2 separate regions of the Gossypium hirsutum genome follow, and region 1 is linked to region 2. A link is a contact called in public Hi-C data. All regions are on one chromosome and are shown on one strand. The core of a region is the stretch at or near the end of the contact, and the rest is flanking DNA. Distances in the headings are between cores, read along the strand shown. Region 1 holds the start of LOC107894142 (protein FAR1-RELATED SEQUENCE 12). Region 2 holds the start of LOC107942364 (60S ribosomal protein L38).

The links. Hi-C and Micro-C count contacts between places; a contact is called where the count stands out from the background.
Region 1: a Hi-C map of leaf shows a contact between it and region 2, with 2.3 times the contacts expected there. The contact joins the promoter of LOC107894142 here to the promoter of LOC107942364 in region 2. A contact is called at or near these places in 5 of 34 Hi-C or Micro-C datasets (callus and leaf).

The regions. Positions count from the first base shown.
Region 1 is chrA02:27,844,574-27,850,582 of Gossypium_hirsutum_v2.1, forward strand. LOC107894142 (protein FAR1-RELATED SEQUENCE 12) reads left to right here and starts at 3,684. Exons shown (of 4, transcript XM_016819364.2): 1 at 3,684-3,854; 2 at 4,768-5,312. The coding sequence starts at 3,800. It overlaps LOC107894942 (a long non-coding RNA gene), which reads right to left and starts at 1,370. Exons shown (of 4, transcript XR_001683327.2): 1 at 1,292-1,370; 2 at 737-819; 3 at 544-624.
Region 2 is chrA02:27,484,339-27,489,680 of Gossypium_hirsutum_v2.1, forward strand. It overlaps LOC107942364 (60S ribosomal protein L38), which reads left to right and starts at 3,815. Exons shown (of 3, transcript XM_016876016.2): 1 at 3,815-3,973; 2 at 5,049-5,232. The coding sequence starts at 3,971.

The sequences.
Region 1 (6,009 bases), core at 2,434-4,933, 360 kb after region 2:
TGAAATCATTTCTCATGAGCTTGGCATACATACCTCTGTTACTCAACATGTTCATATTCATTCCTTACTAATCATATAACATGAATTGAACTCACATCTCATCAATTTCATGCAAGTACCTGTACCACTCATAATATGGTCATAACCTTTCTCATTTAGCTTAAACCGTAACTCTCACTATTGAACCATTCGGAAAGCTATCGGATATTCACTAAGCCTCAAACATAGGGTATAATGCCGATGCCATGTCGCAGACATGTTTTACACTAGCTCTCGTCTCAATGCCGATGTCATGTCCTATACATGGTCTTGCACTGGCTCTCATAATGTGGCCGATGCATGTCCCAGACATGTCTTACAATAGCACACACACATCGCCCAATGTCATGGCATGAATATCCTTTTATTCCTAAGGTTCAACAGGGAGGTTCCTCTACATCAATTCTCATCATACATAATCATTTCCACAATCAAGCAATTTATGCTATATCAATTCAAATACGTGTAATAACGATGTAGTAATATTATTTACATATGACTTACTCGTTTCTATGGGATATCATATTCCATTGAATTTCTAATGTCTTCTACCATCGCGTGAATGTTATTAACTTTTGGCATCACCTTCAGCATACTCAATATCATCAACATATAATTCAATATAATCGAAGCAAGGTAGATTCAAGTATATTAACAATAACATGGATAACATGCTTATTTAGTCATACGAACTTACCTCGACACTACATTGGTAAAAGAGGCCTAAACATCAATTTCTTGTTTTTCCTCGTTCTAATCTCGAATCTCGTTTTTCATCATCTATAACATCACATTTAACTTATTCACACAATATACTAATCAAATTAGTCCAATGACACATTTTGGCAAAATTTTCGATTTTGCTCCCATACTTTTTCAAAATTACCAAATTACCCCTAGGCTCGTAAAATGATTTTTATCACATTTTCTTACTCATTAAGCCTAGACAAACCATTTTCATAACTATAGCAACTCACAGATTCAATTATTTCAGACATTTACACTTATTTAACAACTTTGCAAAACACCCCCATTTTAGGTGTTTTCATGCAAACTTCTTTCATAAAAGTTGTTTATAACACTACCAAGACTCATATTCTTCCATAAAAACTCAGAAAACAACACATATTCTTTCATGTAAAAACCCTAGACTCTTAATCATTTTGAAAAATAGTCCCCTCTTTTGAAAGCTCATGCTTTAGGGGTTCCAAAAATGCAAAAATTATCAAGAAAGACATTAAAAATCACTTACTAGCATGGGAGTTTCTTTGCTGAAATTTTCCAGCTTCTAAACCCTTTTCTTGGCTGGAAAAATCGGTGGAGAGAAGATGAAGAAAAGATGATATTTTATTTTCTTTATTTTATTACTTATTTGTCAAATAAGTCACCTAACACTTACCTAACATTTAATTCCTTGTCTCATGGCCGGCCATCACTCTTTCAATGGCCTAATTTCACATTAAAAACCACCAATTTAAGATACAAGGCAATTTAACAACTTTAGGTATTAAAACACAACTTTTACTTTTTACGTGATTTAGTCTTTTTTCGAAATTGGACTAGAAATCGCTAAAATTAATATACCAAAATTAACATGCACTTATAAAATCACATTATAACACATAAAATAACATCAAAATAATTTTCTCCGGCCTCGGAATAGTGGTTCCAAAACCACTGTTCCGACTAGGCCCAAAATCGGGCTGTTACACACACTACATAGGTCACACAGGCATGTGGCTAGGCCGTGTGACTCACACAACTAAGACACGCGCCTGTGCCTCAGGCCGTGTAACAATCGAAATAAGGACACACAACTGTGTCCTAGCCTGTTTTCGTGCCTGTGTAACTCTCTGACTTGGGTCACACAGCCAAGCCACACTCCCGTGTTCCTATTTTTGTGTTCATGTAACTCTCTGACTTGGGTCACACGACCAAGCCACACTGTAGATTTAGGCTAATAAACTGTTATGCTATGTTTTCTACAATTGAATGTTATATTAAATATGTTTTTGTGTTAAGACCACATTGAGCTTCACAATTCATTCTTTAGTTTTCCATCATTCTAGATAACTCGTGAGGTTAGGGCTCGGACTTGGCATTTAGAGGACCGGCGTTGAATTTTACCAAAAATAACACAAAACATATTTATTTTTATTTCCAACTTATTTCATATTTTTGCATGGTTTTGTTTTGGTGCAAACGACTGTGGCATGGACTTGATTATTTTATTAGTTTAGACTTTATTATTTCATTATATCATTTAAATCGAGTAATGATAGATAATGTGTTTAATAATGATTAAGTAGTGTTTAAATTTTAAAATAATGAATAACACTTTAGAATTAAGTTATCAACCATATTATATATATTATAGAATAAAATGCTAATTTTTATCCCAACATAATTCGATTTTTATCCCAACATATTATATATATTATATAACGACTTCAAACCTAGCGATTTGATTTCTAAATCGGTTCCGAACTGAAATGATAATGTTTTGGTAAAAACTCATTAAAAGCAAACTATGATTTTTTGATTGACAGACAAGTTGGTTAAATAAAAATGATTTTTGATGAATACTGAAACTAAACGTTTTACTGAGTTATTTCAATGGTTGATGTATCTTTCATGATGTGGCCAATGTAATCTTTCATGATTTGATCATAACGTCTAAGTCGAGTTGGAGAGGCTACAATTAAATCAATATATTATGTAAAAGTTGAGAGCTAAACTTGTTATTATACCGATTTTTTTAACTACCATGTCAGCTTATCGTTTGTGATTTTAATGTGAATGATCAGAATGGCCAAACTACATAATGTGGGTGCTTAAATTGCAAAATTTTTATTTTGGGTGCCCAAAATGAAAATTTTTTATTGTTAAATGACCGTTTGTGTAGTTTGCGCTTTATAAAAATATAAAATGTCAAAAACACCTACATAATTATATAACTTTGCAAATAAATTTTTTTTGATAATTCCCTAATTGAATTGGGGTCCAATGATTGACACCAACTCGATAAAAGGGCTTTATAAATAGCAAGTATAAATACAATTAATCGAGATAATAAAATATGTATAATATTAAAATATAAATATTATGATAGAATAAAATTTTGGTTTAGTAGTAAAATTTAATGTTTTATTAACTTAAATAATATTAATTCAAATTCAACCTCAGAATTTTTAATTACAGAACAATTTTTCATAATTATTTTGATGGAGTTGGTATTGATGGAATCACTTAAATAATAATATAAATATTTAAAAAATTATTTATAATAATTTATTTAACTTAAAATATTCATAAACTGTTTATCAAACTTTCCGTAAACCGCGAAAAAAGAAAACGGAATGGACTTTGGAGGTATAGGCTTGAGGCATAGTCTACTTAACAAACACGTGTCAACATTCAACTTGAGTATAAAAAATGTTTGACTTTGTATTTACTGAAACCAATCTACGCTTGCCACGTCACATTCTTTTGCGTCCCTATAATTCTCGACCCTGATCTCGCACCCCAAAAGTCTCGCCCCTTCTTTTCCTTTACCTAAATCCTAATCGATTGTCACAATTTCATCTCATTAAGGCTGAAATTTCTAGTAAGTTCTTTTTTTTGTTTAGTTTTAATTCTTAGTCAATTTAAGTTATATATTTCAGTAATTTGATTAGGTTTTTATTAATGTTCGATTCGGAGTCCCAATTGTTGAACATGCTCTTTTTTTTCGTTTGAATTATTAATTTACTCTGTTTGGATGCCGGGAAAATGCAAGTGGAAGCGAGAAACTTTAGAGTTTCAATTTTTATTAGGTTTTAATTTGTTTTGTTCGTTCTGGTATTTTTTTTTAAATTCCCCCCTTTTAAGAATGCAATATTTGCAAGTATAGCATTAGGGCCTTAGGTTGTAGAATTAATTGATGATATCAAGTAAATTTGTGATCAAAACCTGTTTGGGGGTAGGAAAATAAAGGAAATTTTTTTATATAAAAGAGGAAAAAAGAGCTGAATTATTCCAGAGTTAACTCCAATCAGGACTCGAGAAATAAACATTGTATTTTCTTTTTGTTCCTTTTTCTTTTTATTATTTCATTCTTAAGAAGTTTATAATTTACACTTAAGTATTAGAAACAAGAAATATGCTTCCTTTATGCCTTATCTATTTTGGCCTATGTTAATTGGTAGCCCACCCCCCCTCCCCCCCAACAACCACCACCAATAATAATAATAATAATAATAATAATAATAATAATATTAATAATAATAATTTCATATATTTGTAGGGTCTTTGTAAACTTCTGTCACCATACTGGAGTCTGTATATACATCGGACACGGTTTCTTCCTAGAAAAATTAAGAGTTGTAGCAACATGGTTCTTGGTTGTAAGACTCATTGTAGGTTCTATTCTGGAGCATTGTGTTAAGTAAATTTTATTTTTGTTTTCTATTCCTTTATTTTCATCGTGGATCCAATCTATGCTCTTGATGATTGGTTGGAATCTGGAAGCAAGAGAAGAAAAAAGTTTGAAACAACCACTAGTTATAATGTTATATTGCTTTGTAATATAAAGTTTGATCGGTAACTAGATGGTCTATTGGTAACTGTTAATTTCAATGTGCCAAGAACTTTTGGACCTCAATAGGAAATATAAAGTTTAACTTTGTATATTTGCATTCTTATCTTTTCATCTGCTAGCAATAATTAGAAAAAGGCTTGTTCTTGCAGTGGAGCTTGGGGTTCATGGTGATGTTAATGGTGACATGGTACTGAATTCCGTCCAAGCAGAGGCTAGTAGCATGGAAAATGAAAATGAAACAGGAGAAAATCCTGTTGAAGAAACGTTTCAACAGGAATTGAATGAAAAAGTGGAGCAAATTTCTCCAGGAAGGGATGACATCCCAGAGGGTATTCCGGCTGATGAGCCTTACGTGGGTCAGGAATTTGAATCTGAGGCAGCTGCACATGCTTTTTATAATGCGTATGCCACAAGGGTGGGATTCATCATTCGGGTAAGTAAACTTTCCCGTTCAAGGCGTGATGGATCTGCTATTGGTAGGGCACTTGTTTGCAACAAAGAAGGTTTTAGAATGCCTGACAAGCGAGAAAAAATTGTGAGGCAAAGGGCAGAGACGAGGGTTGGATGCAGGGCAATGATTTTGGTGAGGAAAGTAAGTTCCGGCAAATGGGTTGTCACGAAATTTGTTAAGGAGCACACTCACCCTCTGGCGCCCGGAAAAGGTCGTAGGGATTGCATTTATGATCAATATCCGGTGAGTTTTTATCCTCCTGTCATAATGTAACTACACTTTCTATTGAAGTTATACGCTATGCATGTTTGTGCGTTGTAAGTTATTATCATAAGCATCGGTACTTTTTTTTTGTTTTAGCATGGTTATCTTACTTCGAAATTAGAAATTATAAAAAAATAAAATAAAATTCCCACTAAATAATGCTTTTGCCAAAGGTATATGTTAACCATGATGGAAGCATCTTAAATAGCTGGCTATCAGAGGATTAATGGTGCTCCTAATATGAATTATGGTCAGATGCTGAGTGGTATTGGGCAGCATTAAGTGTAAGAAAAGATGGATGCATTGATATATTATTCAAGAAACAAACATGGCAAATGAAAGTTGATTCTAATTTGGCCGTTTAATAGTTAATAATATAAAGTTCAGAATGACTATTAATTAATTTCTATTAAATAAGACCAATTTGCTTATAGTTGCCTATATCTTTTACCATGCCTAGAATATATTGTTGTGATAATCAATGGATGATGATGTATGTGGCTTCGTCCATGTGTTTTAACTATTGAGGTAGAGTCCCAAATGCCACTACAAGAGCTTAATGAAATGAAACAAAAAGTTCGTTCTAGTTATTAATCTCCATTCTGCAACACATGGAGTCTTTTTGCACAAGTTCTTGAAATGCACTAGTCCTGCCAGATAACTCTGCATTTCCACT
Region 2 (5,342 bases), core at 2,565-5,064:
TGAGATTAAATACAACACATTTGGAATTCTGTAAAGTGAGAAATTGGATTCGTAGTGAAGAGTGGTCAGAATAGTCAAACAGTGAAATAGGGGAAACTTTAAGAAAAATCTGGTATTGATTGGCCAAGCCTAAAATTCTGAAAATTTTATGGATGGAAGATATACGAGTCTATATTCAGGGAAAATTAACGGCAAGTGATTTGGAGTTTAGTAGCTCCAGTTATAAGTAATTTAGTAACTACTGCTCAGGAAAACAGCTCGTAGTGAATATGTGATTTTGTTGTAAACATTAATGAAAGTTTGCCGATGAATTATTTATTGATTAATATAAAGCTTGCTATAATCTATGTGTGTGAAAGTCGGATCAATATATATAATATTATTCTGAAAGTAATACTTGAATAGTCGATTAATGACTATTTTAAATTTTGTTGAACTTAAGCTCAAGAGCAAAGGGGAACTAGATCCGATAAAGGGAAGGAAAAAGTAATTGAATAGCCGTTGAAGTCGTTCGACGACATTTGAGGTAAGTCTTCGAGTAATGACCCTACTTGAATTATATTGAAATGAATAGTCATACTATGACGGATAGTCGAAAGTGCTTAGAGACTATGTTATAAAGCCAATTGAAATTATGCTCTTTGTGTGCGGCTACTGAGCCGAAATTTGAAAGGTTTAATAAATGTTTTGTGTTTGAGCCTTAGTAACGAAGAAATGATATGGATGTGTTATGATTATTGATATATGTGTGCATGAGCATTGGAATATATCCGGGCTAAGACCCGAAGGCAATTATGCGAGTTAATATATCCGGGCTAAGACCCGAAGGCAATTATGCGAGTTAATATATCCGGGCTAAGACCCGAAGGCAATTATGCGAGTTGATATATCCGGGCTAAGACCCGAAGGCAATTATGCGAGTTAATATGTCCGGGCTATGACCCGAAGGCAATTATGCGAGATGATATATCCGGGCTAAGACCCGAAGGCAATTATGCAAGTTGATATGTCCGGGTTAAGACCGGAAGGCAAATGTGTTTGCGGTTGTATTCGGTTAAATACCGAAGAAACTTGGGTTTGAATGTGAGCGTTTTGTGCTGTAACTAATTCAATAAATATGCTCGACCAACCCGAACGATAAGGTATGTTGCATGTGCATTGGAAAAGTCGATTCGTTTTAAATAGTATTCGTGCGATCGGCTAACGAATTTTCGGCTTTTAGAAAGGTTGATACCTTGTGTATATATGTTGATGAAGTGTGAAGTAAGTAGGATTATGAGAATGTGTGTAAATAAAATGACTTAGTTAGCTATGTGAATGTAATACTGTAGTCAAAGCCGATTTCATTACTTGAGACTTACTAAGCTTAAAAATGCTTACCCGGTTGCTTTGGCTCTCTGTTTTATAGATTTTGTTCGTTAGCTATCGGATTCGGGATCAGCGAAGTCGAAGTCATCTACACTATCAAGCTCTTTTGGTACTCTTTAGTTGAACTCTGGATATGGCATGTATAGGATTACCCCCTGTTGTTTAAGTTCTTTTGTGATGTATGTGTGTAAAGCTATGCGAAAATGGCTTGTAGATGTGGAGTATGGCATTAGACCATTTGTGTTTATGTATGTATATATATGGTTTCACGATGTGACTATGGATTGAAATGGAAGTGTTGGGCTAATGATCAGCCATTGGAATGGCTAAATATGATCACATGTGGACCTATGTATGGCAAAACCCTAGTTGGTCCATGGTAACCACAAAATAGGTAAAGTTTATCTTGAAAACAGATTTTGACAGCAACAGTGGTGTAGAATTGAAAAATCACATAAATTCGTAGGAGTGGAATTAAATAGTGAATAAATTATGTAATCGAACCTTGATGAATCTACTTTCATATGGAAGTAACGAAACAATTATAGGAATAGTACAGAAAGAGATATTCGGGTTCTTGTGGAACAGGGCCAGAACAGTTTCTGGATTCACTGTTCCGCCTTTGGAAATTCACTATAAATTGACCAGAGATAATTAGGGGTCATACCATATATGTATGGATTCCTCTCTGAGTCTAGTTTCCATAGAAACAAACGGCATTAGTATTGAAGCCCTGTGCAGAGAGATATCCCAGTCGTAATGGGAAAAGGTCAGTGTAGTCGACCCCTGTAACATGAGAGACTTTGACTAATAAACTGTACTAATTGGCCCAACCAAAAATTCTAGAAAAAAATATATAGGTGGGGACATGAGTCTAGTTTCAGGGAAAAATCACAAAACTGATTTTCGAGTTGTGAAACTCAAGATATGATTTTTGAAGCGACTAGTACTCAGACTGGGCAGTGTCTGGAAAAATTTTTAAAGGTCTGTCAACACCTCGTATTCGACTCCGGTGACGGTCTCGGGTTCGGGGCGTTACAATTGAAGTAGTTTTGCAAAAGCAGAATAAGAATATGAAATCTTTCGCTAAGTCCCGACATTGATTATGAAAAGATATAATATTTTTTTGTGGTGAATGCAATAACTTTTAGATATATTATTAAATTGACAATTCATAAAAGATTTAACTTGCGTCTAATGGTTATTGTTACAACATTTTATGAATCACTATATAGTAAAGTTTGTATTAAAATCCTTGAAGGATTTAGGATGCTAGAAGCATATTGAAATTCTCGAAAAATTGTTCATTTATATGAATTGAAATAATTTAAACACATGTGGTAAATTTGACTTAGTGAATAGTAGTTGAAGGAGGATTATAAAATGATCCAAAATACCTATTTGCGCTTTTATAAAAGAATAATCATTAAAGTTTATTATGATTATTGTTGAATCTCCTAAAGAAATCAAATTATATTTTTCCCAAAATTTTCTCACTCATGACTTTTAAAAGAATGATGATATAAATGCTTAGCAATACATTCAAATAGTCATTTGAAAAACTAGTATTCAAGATTAAATACGTAGAATATGAGAAAATATGTGATGTTTTCATGGGGGGAGTAAATACGCGTTGCACTCTTTTTTCCTTAATTGAGGTTTTGTCCCATTGGGTTCTTCTGATAAGGTTTTGAATGAGGCATCATATTATGCGTATTATAGATTGTGTACTATTTTTCCTTCATTAGATTTTGATCCCATAGGGCTTTTCCTAATAAGGTTTTAACGAGGCACATTATCTACCAATGAATATTTAAGGAGGAGTGTTATAAATATCTTATTAAGTGGATGACCATCATGATCAAGATAAAGTTTTTACTTTAAATTCTAATAGTTATTAGAATTAGATCTCTACTTCTTTTATACTTTTTATGCCTATAAATAGAGATTCTGATAAAGTATTGTAATAATACATTTGATCAATAAAGTACATTCTATATTGCTTTCATATTTTCTTTGTTCTTCATTTTTTCCATCTCTCTTTATTTTATAACAATTAACAAATTTTTCACACTCACTCTTGGTCATCCTCCATAAGCAAAGCTTAAACCCGGCCCATTAAACCTTTGAGACTGATTTTATAATTTTAAGATAATAATTTTTTTATATTTATAATTTTAAGTATAATTGACTATTAAAATAAAATAAATTTTTAAATAAAAAACTAAGACTAGATTTGAATGTGTTTTCTTAATAAAAATAAAATCCGGTCTAATTTGGATTTGAGCCCGGTTTAAACCCAGATTTGAATGTGTTTTCTTAATAAATCTAAAATCCGGTCCAATTTGGGTTTAAGCCCGGTTTAAACCCACTCGTCTTCTTTCTCTAAGCTTCAACTATAACCAACTAAGCAATGTTATTCCATTTGTAGCCCAATAGTTAAAGCCTGCCCAATAAAAATTTATAATTTGCAAGGGAAAATTTCTAGGGTTTTGTCATGGGCCTCTATATTAATTGAATATAGAAGAATTAGGGTTTGGTGCTATATTTTTGTTTGTGTTTTACTGAAGTCAGGAAGCTCTCCACAAAGCTTCTATCGAAAATGGTAAAACCCGATTTTCTCTCTTCAATCATCTCCTTAGATCTCTGAATCTGTTCTTTTTCCGATGCTCTATCTGTCATTGTTGTATTTGCTGATGATAATTTATGCTTCAGATGCTTGTTCTTGGTTTGTGTTGTTCTGTTTTTTTGGCTTCCTTGTTCCAGATTTCAATTTTTCTTTTGAATTTGTGTTTAGGAAGGTAACTGAGGTGGTTTTTTTTTTTTTTTTTTGGCTTTACGTGTTCTAGAGATTTCAGAACTGTGATAACTATCACTTTCAGTTGATAGTTTTCTCAATTTGAATTATTCAATAATTTTTGGATGAATTATTTTGCGAACTTGTTCATGTACAAAGTATCATGCCTCTATTTGGCACAGGTTTTTTTTAAGCGCTTTGCTGGAACTTTGCAAGTTAATATAAATGTGTTTTTCTTTGTATTAAAAGATCAAGTTGTTTTGATGTTCTACAAGTTCTAGGATAATGAATTTGTAAGAAATTTCAATCGTTGTATCAGTTGTTCGTGTTTTTAATATGAATCGCTTGTCTGCTGTTGAATGATTTATTGTTTCCATCTTGGTGTTTTCTCCTTATAATTTGATCCATCTTAGGATTTCTGTTTGTATAGACTCTTGAATAATGATTTCTATGCTTGGGTCTGACTCTTCATTGGTATGATAGGTTGTACCATTTAAATGCTTTAAGACATTGTTATAAGGTTCATGCATCCTTATCAAAATTTTGAATATCTTTTAGCTTGTTATGTGAATCCAAGATATAGATACATACCAGTGCCTGGAGCCAATACCCAAGTCCATGTCACAAAGAAGTATGTAATGTGATCAATCAATTTATGTCCATTTATTTCTTAATTGCAATGTAATCAAAGGACTTGTATGGGTAATGAGAAAAAAAGTCAGTAGTAATTGGAATGGTCAGTGGAAATGAGATGGTTGAACCTGGCATAAAAGTTAAAGTATTTGCATATGTTGTTACTCAATCCTGTATCTAATGCTCATATGCAAACACAGGTTTATTTTATAGGTTTCTGTATTAAATGAATGTTTTTTCTTTTGTGCAGCCAAAGCAAATTCATGAGATCAAGGACTTCCTTCTCACTGCCAGAAAGAAAGGTGCATGCTCTGTAAAAATCAAGAAGAGCAGAGACGTTGTAAAGTTCAAAGTTCGCTGTTCAAAGTACTTGTATACACTTTGTGTGTCTGATGCTGAGAAGGCTGATAAGTTGAAGCAGTCTCTCCCTCCAGGTAAAAAAGCATACATGTTGCAGAGCCTTTTTCATTTTTGGATCAAACTAGCAGAATGAACAAATAAAATGTTAAAATCATAAATGCTAGATAAGTAGCAGAAACTAACC